2 separate regions of the Ovis aries genome follow, and region 2 is linked to region 1. A link is a contact called in public Hi-C data. All regions are on one chromosome and are shown on one strand. Each heading gives the region's core, a stretch centred on a gene start, on an enhancer-like site or on the middle of the called end of the contact. The rest is flanking DNA. Distances are from core to core; before and after follow the strand shown.

Region 1 (4,616 bases), core at 373-2,872:
TTAGATAATGGAGCAGGACTTTTAAGTTCCTTCTGACTTTGGTACCAATTGTTGCCTTAAAAGTATCCAAATTGCTACATTTACTACATTTTACTATTACGTCAAATATGAGAAAAATCTAGAGGTTAACTTTTTAAGGTTAAGGCTCTCTGAGAACCATGGTGGAAGTGCCCAGAGCCTTGAAAATTTGGCCCCATTTGCACACATGTACATACTTTTCCCTTACTTAATTTCACGACCTAAAAATCTCACCTTCCTTTTGTAGAAAGTTTCTTCTATTACAAATTAAAGTCTTCAAATTATTTGAAATCTAACAAATAGTCCCATAAAACGTCCAAATTGTAAACAGCAAACTCAAAGATACAGATGCTATTATCCAACTCAAAGATACAGATCTAGGTTTAGCTGAATCTACCAGCAACTGAAGGCCGTTTAGAGCACATTAAAATTCACCATTAGGAACTCTTCCATCAAAAATACGTTAAAAAAAAATTTAACTTGCCTTGTTTTCAAACGGATCTAGCCATATCTATAATATAACCAAAGTTTCACCAGATCTTCTCATCTTGTATCATAGCCTTCTAACCCATTTGAAACTGATTTTGAAGGGAACTTAAAGCCATTTTTTAAAAATTTGCTTGTTGGTTGGTGCTTTTTCCGGCTATTGCTTCTAGAGTCACCAGTTTTTAGTTTCAAAATTTGCATGGCTGCCTTCTTGACTCTGCTGCAAGAGACATTCTTAATCATGGAGGTATTGCTCGAAATTTAAGTAAGATGGGCTTAAGCGTTAGGGTTATTTGCATCTTTTCCATTACAGAGCCCATATTTTTAACAAGTACCTAAATTCCACCTCCGCTTTGGGCCTTAGAGTTGCTGCTTACCAATTCTTAGTTATTTAAGAGTGGCACTATCACGTTCATTACCTTCAGTACACGACAGATCTGACAAGACAACGGTTTCTGAGTGTTCAAGAGCTTTCATTACCGCTCGTATTTTCCCTGGTTTCAGGCTTACACTTAACCTGTCCTGGTATCAACCTCCCATCCGTGTCCCCGGCCTACAACTACACCCCAGAACGTGTCCTTACACGCCAGGCTCTCGAGGCGGGACCCAGCGGCCGTCCGAGGTAGTAAACAAAGCCTAGCGCATGCGCAGTGGCGAAGGGCGTGTAACCTGGTTTGCTAGCAGCCAATAGGATTTTTCGTACAGTAAAAAATGGAAAAACAAGAATCTCCACACCGCTCTAAGGTGATACAGTGGTTGGCTTCTTCTGTTTTTACATACTTCTGACTTTTGTTTCTGAGGAACTTGTGGGGCCTTCGAGGCGTCGCAAGAAGCCCTTCCTAGAAGGGAAAACAGCCGCTGGCATGTTGCCTATTTCTAGCCTCGTTTGTTCTCGCCGTGGAGTCTTGATATTTTTAATTTGATTACAGCATTAAATCACTGCACTTGGTGGAGGGGAGGGGAGAAAAAAACCCTACTCTCCGGTCTGGCTCAAACATCGCGAGATTTGCCTGCGCGAAGAGCAACCCCGCCCCCCACAACTGTATGCGGTTGCGCATGCGCCTGACTAAATTTTTTTTTTTTTTTTTTTTAAGCGCGAAAACATTTTGAAACTTTTTGGTGAATAACAGTCAAGCTAGTTTGACCCTCGAGAAAGGTCGGAGGATAATTTACGTTGACGCGATGGATTCAAGCACACAACACTACTTTGCTCGAGATTTTGCAGTAACTACTCCACATGCTCGTACGGTGGTTCCTCTTTTCCTTACTGTGCGTCTGCCGTGAATTCTCTGAGAATTCAGCGAATCGAATAATGAAGGAGTGGACATGGGAGAGTCGTTCAGGCTTTAAAACCAGAGTGATGGGCTTTATGTATTTGGAAAGATAACCCTGGGCGCGACAGAAGGAATAAATTTTTAAGGACCGTGAAAAAAAAATCTTTTTTTTTTTCCTGGAGACCAAGAGGGATTGTGAAGTAAGGTAATGCAGAGGGGAGGAGAAGATGGGAAAATAGAAGCGGTGAAGGCAGGCAGTAACTACACAGCCCAGTGGAGAGGGGAAACTAGGAAAACAGAGCTCTTGGTAGTGGAGGAGTGTTCCCCAACACTACTTTTTTTTTTTTTTGCACCAGGGACTAGTGTGGAAGACAGTTATTCCATGGTGGGTGGGGGACAGGGGATGGTTTCAGGATGAGTCAAGCTCATTACATTTATTGTGAACCTTATTTCTATCATGATGGCATCAGCTCCACCTGAGATCATCCGGCATTAGAGCCTGAAGGTCGGGAACTCCTGCAGTAGAGAACGCTTCCCATCAGATAGTGTGAAGATGTTCGTGTTTGTAAACAGAAAGACAGAAATGCCCCCATATTTAGTTCCTCTTGAGTACGGTGGAAGTTGGGGAGTCCCTAAGTGAGTGGGCCAAGGAGGATTCTAGAAGCCAGAGTCCTGAGCAAGGACTGAGGTTGGGATGAGGAAGTAGAGGAGTTGGGAATTCTGGGAGCATCTTGGCAGAACTGACTAATCTGACTTCTTTCTCTCTCAGGATACGTGGGTCACCTGGGCGAGCATTCAGTTTCTTCCTGCAGTGTTCTGGCCCTGTGGGTCCCTTCAGCCACACCTCAGGCAGGATGCAGTGTGGATTTCATGGAGTGGAATGGTGGAACTGAGCTATCAAGACACCAGCTTGTTACAAAAGTACATACATTCTGCTTTTTAGCCTCCAGAGTCACTTGGTATGAGAGTACATCTTGATATTGGCAGCAATCTCTAGTCAACTTTTGATTTGGAATATATTTTGATTTTTTATGTACTGTCTGGAGTACAAGGCAGAGGAACGATGCACTATGTGATTTTAGTCGACCAGCAAAGGAATTGCTTGTAGGTAAGCAATATAGCTTCATCTGTAAGAAACACTCAGTATAGAAAGCCACAGGACTTAAGTTAGCAGTGAAGGAGAAGGATCCAGGTATCAATCAATAGAATGGAAATGCTTCATTAAGAAAGGTCCAGTCCTGGTAGTCCCCTATCAGGAAGTTCTCCCTAGAGCAGTTCACTTCATTTGGGAGCCTATAGTATAGCCTAGGAAACGGCAACCCACTCCAGTATTCTTGCCTGGAGAATTCCATGGACAAAGGAGCCTGGCAGGCTACTGTCCATGGGGTGACAGAGTTAGACATGACTGAGCAATTAACACTAGTGTAACCTAGTAACGGGGCCACATGTGTGTCATTCATGAAAATGTCCGGAAAAAAAAAAACCTACGCATGCAATAGAATAGGGTTTCTGCATTGATGCCTTCGTATTTTGGTTTTAGGGAGTGGGATCATCCAACTGTAAGAGGTGTGATCTCTCAGTACGGTGTTGCAGAAAGGGTATAGAACTGAGAATCAGACCTGGAGTTTGATGCTAAGGTATGACAGTCTCTCTGTGTGACCTCTCTGAGTCTCGATTTTCCTGTGTGTCAAATTAGAACAGTAGTGTCTTCTTCATAGGATGACTGTAAAGATGAAACAAAATATTGTTGACAACTGCATGAGTTACTAGCATAACTTATAGTGTATATTTAACAAATAAGAGTTTCTGCCTTGAGCGTCCCACCATTTATGCCTGCCATCTCCTCACCAAAATGTGCATGCTCAATGTAGCATCTGTATTCAAAGAACCTGAGGCTAGATTCTTTACCTTGCCTGCACATTAGAATCATCTGGGGAGCTTTAGAAAGTCCTAGTGTCCAGGCTTCACCTTCAACAATTCAATCAGAATCTCTGGAAGTAGAACCCAGATATCAGTATTTTGTTAAAGCTCCTCATTCTGCTGCCAAGGTTGAGAACCACTGCTCTGACTACACAAGTGGTGCTGTCGGTACTTTCAAATGAGAATAGTGAGAATCAAGGCTGTGTTTGTCGCCTCTCAGTGAGTAGAGAATCACTTGGACAGGGAAGGATGGCATGTGTGGGTCACGAATTTGAATTTATAAGAGAAAGGGCACTTTCTTTAGGTTTCTAGGGATATAAGTAATTCAGAAGTTGAAACCACCATACTACTGCTGTTATTGATGCCAGGATATTGTGATTATTGGCAGGCTCGGCAGTGGAGAGTTCATGGAATTAAAAAAAAAAATACACACTAAGACGTCAGTCATTTCCTCTGCCAGTCGCTTCCTCCCCTTCCCTGTCCTTCCTCCTTATAATATTTGCCAATCTGTTAGAGAGCATTGAGGGGGAAGCACAAGAGCTCTGCTCCATCGCAGTGCCTCCAGCTGATTTGATCCACTTTATATCTGACTTTGTTGTTGTTGCTCAGTAGTGTCTGACTCTTTGCAACCCCATGAGCTACAGCAAGCCAGGCTTCCCTGTACTTCACTATCTCCTGGAGTTTGCTCAAGCTCATGTCCATTGAGTCAGTGATACCATCCAACCATCTCATCCTCCATCGCCTTCTTCTCCTTCCCTCAGTCTTTCCCAGCATCAGGGTCTTTTTCCAATGAGTCGCTCTTTGCATCAGGTGACCAAAGTATTGGAGCTTCAGCATCAGTCCTTCCAGTGGATGTTCAGGGTTGATTTCCTTTAGGATTGAGTGGTTTGATCTCCTTGCTCTCCTTGAGCTGAGTCA
Region 2 (4,527 bases), core at 1,672-4,171, 300 kb after region 1:
TTAAATGTGAATCATTGTTTTAATAATTGATTTCATCCAAAAATAGTAAAAACCCTAGTAACATTTTCCAAAATACCTTTTTGATAACCACATCTCTTTAAAAAAAAAAAAAAAGATGTCTAAATCATTTAGCTGAATGATCTATTAGGTTTTGTGATTTCAAGGAGGACTCAAGGTCATAAACTTTGGCTCCTTGTTTTCCAAAGTGTTGCTTATGAACCCATTTCAGAATCCCTAGCTCAACACACAGATGGTTGTCTTACATCTGAACCTACTGATTCAGACTCCCTTGAGTTTTGGGGCCCTAAAATCAGCAATTTTTAAAATGCTCTTCCAGGTGGCTTTATTATGCATAATATAGTTCTGGAAATAATTACTATCAAGACAACAAATATGAATTCTTCTAAGTTGTTCTGATTCTAGTCAACCTTTCTGGCCTCTTTCAGACGCAGTAAGTTGCTCCATCCTTAGGTTCTCTGATGGTTCCACTCATTAGGTTCACTTTATTTACACCACTTACCATGTGGGTCACAATTTATCTGTTAACAATATATTGGGTTGACCCAAAAGTGTGTTCGTGATTTTCTGTAAGATGTAATGGAAAGACCCCTGCGAATTTTTTTGGCCAATCCAATAGTTCCCCTCTATTGGAATTGATATATATACACTATTGATACTATGTATAAAATAGATAACTAATAGGAACCTACTGTATATCACAGGGAACTCTCCTTAATGCTCCCCGGAGACCTAAGTGGGATGGAAATCCAAAAAAATGAGGATACTGTGTATATGTATAGCTGATTCACTTTGCTGTACAGTAGAAACAACATTGAAAAGCAACTATACAATAAAACATTTTTTAAAAGAACATACATATGAATCTTTATAAAACTATATATATATGTATATATATTTCCCTCACTAAACCTGTGAGCTCTTCATGGGAAGGAGTTATGGTTTTTGTTTTTGTGTGTCTAGCCCAACAATATCCAATGAACAGCAAGAGCTTAATGAATTTGGTTAAATGAATAAGCAAACGTATGAAGTATACAGTTCTAAAAAAAAGCATGTGGCTTCCACTTGTGCTCAGAGTGAGGAACCTTATGTAGTACCAATTCCAAATATGATTAAATTAACATCAAAGTAATGTCTAATAATCAGTTAAAATTTAGGGGCTGGGAGAAATCGAATTTTTTCAAAATTCTGCAAATACCTTTTAAACTTTGACTTTCCTGAAAAACTATTTCAGTCTTAAATGCCAGAGTGTTTTAAAATAGAAGAATTTTTATATGTGAGTTTTGGAAAAAAAGAAAAATTGAAAATGACTAACAAAATTTTATACTGTTCAGCCTTAGACTTTCTCCAGGCTGTCACTGAGCAGAAACTACTGACAAAACTAGAACCTTGAAAGGAAATATATACTGTACACCCATCTTCAGTGCCATATTCCAGGGTAAAAGGCTGACTCAGGCAGGGAAAGTTATTGCTCAGAAAGATAGATCCGTCGTTGTTGTTCAGTCGCTAAGTTGTGTCCAACTCTCTGCGCCCCCATGGACTGCAGCCTGCCAGGCCTCCCTGTCCTTCATCGTCTCCCGAAGCCAAAAGATATATCCTTGGGTTCTAGCTAAAGTAAAATAAACCATGTATATTTTGCTTCAAATCATAACATAACACAAATTAAAAGTTTAAAGAAATAGAACAGAATGAATAGTCAGTACATAAACTATCTAATAATTATTCCAGTAAATTATTGTCATACGGTTTAAAATTAAAATCAGAATTTAATCCACATACATTTGGGTAACCTGCATACATTGGCTAAGAACAGAAAATTCAAGCAGTATGTCTGAGATGTAATTTTAGTCAAGAACTCTTTAGGCATCTTTTATTTCTCTTTAGTAAGTTAGCCAAAAAAGTTCATTCGGGAAAAATGTGAGTGAACCTTTTGGCCAACCAATATTTACTTGAAAGATTTTAAACCATGAATCCCCTCCTTGACCCTGTCTTCTCAAGGTGGCTACCTTCCATTCATTTCTGGAAGCGCAGCTGAAGTGTTACTTCCTCTGTGAAGCCTACCCTAAATTTCCAGGTCAAATTAATGAGTCTCTCCTCCGTGCCTACCTAGTCTGTTGGGTCCTGGCCAGTATTACACATACTATAACTCTATGAGTTATTCACCTGCCGAAATAACTAACAAAACGACACGCTCTCAAAGGGCAGCAGCTGCGTCTTACACTCTTAGTACCTCCACTCTCTGGAGGACTACTAGAACCTGGACAGGAGTTTACCAGGATTTTCCAGAGATGAATGCCCAGTGTAGTAATCAAAAGCTGTGGGCAAGAGAGGCTTAAGCAAAATGAAGAAGTGGCAACTGACAGAAAAACACGGATTAAAAAGCATCTTTGGGGAGGATTTCTCTTCTTGCCCATGAAGGATTACCTGCTATTATGCCTTCCATAGACAGTTAGAAAACCAGAGAAAATACGCAAAACACTCTTTTCAGATATTGTGTAACAGGCAGTGTGCTACTGTGAGCCCCGTGAGAAGGGAGACAAGTGGGCTCTATTGCTTCCCCAGCTTCCTGCTGGAAGGCAGCTCCCAGGATGCAAACCAGGGAGCAAGAGCAGCCACAGTGAGCTGAAGAGGGACAGAGCTTGCCAGGATGAAGATGTCTAGCACTTACACGACAGAAGATGGGAGGGGAGGGTATTCCATGAGCACACTCTGGAAGAGTGCACAGGGCACCCCCAAACACTTGGCACTAACCTAACAATTTATGGGCTGAAATTTCACAAGGTTGGAGAAAGGCCCAGGACAGCAGTAAGCCAAATAATTTCTGAAACTCACATAGGGCTCAGAGTAGTTCATGTTCCCAGCAGCCAGAGTGGAAAGATGTCATAATACACAAGGCAGTAGGCAGCATGATCAGAAGGGTACTGCCTTGTGAGGGAGGCTTAATAAACCAGGCTAGGCTGCTCTAGATGAGACTTAACCAAACTCAAAAGCAAGCCTAGAAAGAACCAAACTGATGACAACTAATGCCAGAACCAAGTCCAACATCCTTTAAAGGAATCAAAATCCAGCATCTAAAGACAAGATTTACAATGTTTGGCATATGGTAAAAAAATTTCCAGGCATGAAAAAAGTAGGAAAATGGGAAAATGTGACCTGGGAAAGCTCATTCGTTTAGGAAAAAAGAAAGATCCAGAAATGATAGACTGACAAGAGTTAAGAGTTAATATAAAAATATCTGATATGTTCAAAAAAGAGACAAATGAACATAAGCACGATAAAGAAATGGAAGTGTTTTTTTAATAGGGGGAAGTAAAATCAAAAGCTGAAAAACACAATTATCTGAAATTAAATACATTTCCCCTCATAGCTCAGTCAGTAAAGAATCTGCGTGCAATGCATGCGACCTGGGTTCGATTCCTGGATTAGGAATATCCCGTGGAGAAGGAAATGGGAACCCACTCCAATATTCTTGCCTGGAGAACCCCCTGGGCTGAAGAGCCTGGCAGGCTACAGTCCATGGAGTCGCAACAGTCAGACACGCAACAGTCAGACTAAATCACCACCACCACCAAAAATACGTTGGATGGGATTGAGGGCAGCACAGACACAACAGAAAAAAAGACCACTGGACCTGGAAACATAGCAATAAAAGCTATCCAAAGCAGGACAGAAAGAAAAACAACTAAAACACCAAAAATGGTGCATCGGTGTGAGAAAACACCAAAACTAGTCAAACACAGAAACTGGGAAAGGCAAGAACAGGAAAAATACTGAAGAAATAATGGCCAAAGTATTTGCTAAAAAGCTATAAACCTTCAGATCAAAGACCATGTGGAGCCCATAAGCATGAACTCATCCTTTTCAATATATATCTGCTCAGTTCAGTTGCTCAACTGTGTCTGACTCTTTGTGACCCCATGGACTGCAGCACGCCAGGCTTCCCTGTCCATCACCAACTCCTGGAGCTTGCTCAAACTCATGTCCATTGAGTCGGTGATGCCATCCAACCATCTCATCCTCTGACGTTCCCTTCTCCTCCTGCCTTCAATCTTTCCCAGCATCAGGGTCTTTTCATACGAGTCAGTTCTTTGCATCAGGTGATGAAAGTACCGGGAGTTTCAGCTTCAGCATCAGTCCTTCCAAAGAATATTCAGGGCTGATTTTATTTAGGATTGACTGATTTGATCTCTTTACAGTCCAAGGGACTCTCAAGAGTCTTCTCCAACACCACAGTTCAAAAGCATCAATTCTTCGGCGCTCGGCTTTCTTTGCAGTCCAACTCTCACATCCATACACGACTATTGGAAAAACCACAGTCTTGACTAGACAGACCTTTGCTGGCAAAGTAATGTCTCTGCTTTTGAATATGCTGTCTAGGTTGGTCATAGCTTTTCTTCCAAGGAGCAAACGTCTTTTAATTTCATGGCTGCAGTCACCATCTGCAGTGATTTTGGAGCCCAAGAAAATAAACTCTGTCACTGTTTCCATTGTTTCCCCATTTATTTGCCA

The links. A called contact is a pair of places that touch in the nucleus more often than the background predicts.
Region 2: a Hi-C map of tail adipose tissue shows a contact between it and region 1, with 7 times the contacts expected there. The contact joins the enhancer-like site here to the promoter of GPR19 in region 1. A contact is called at or near these places in 2 of 16 Hi-C or Micro-C datasets (hypothalamus and tail adipose tissue).

Annotation. Positions count from the first base shown.
Region 1 is chr3:202,799,621-202,804,236 of ARS-UI_Ramb_v3.0, forward strand. It overlaps GPR19 (G protein-coupled receptor 19), which reads left to right and starts at 1,623. Exons shown (of 4, transcript XR_009600284.1): 1 at 1,623-1,983; 2 at 2,548-2,886.
Region 2 is chr3:203,094,395-203,098,921 of ARS-UI_Ramb_v3.0, forward strand. The region is part of intron 2 of BORCS5 (BLOC-1 related complex subunit 5); the gene reads right to left. Among named protein-coding and RNA genes, the nearest start is that of BORCS5, 13 kb to the right of the region's middle. Within about 2 kb of position 2,922, at least 6 of the 54 cell types and tissues checked have an H3K27ac peak or open chromatin away from gene starts, as enhancers often do. A contact at or near this core is called in tail adipose tissue, where this site is marked.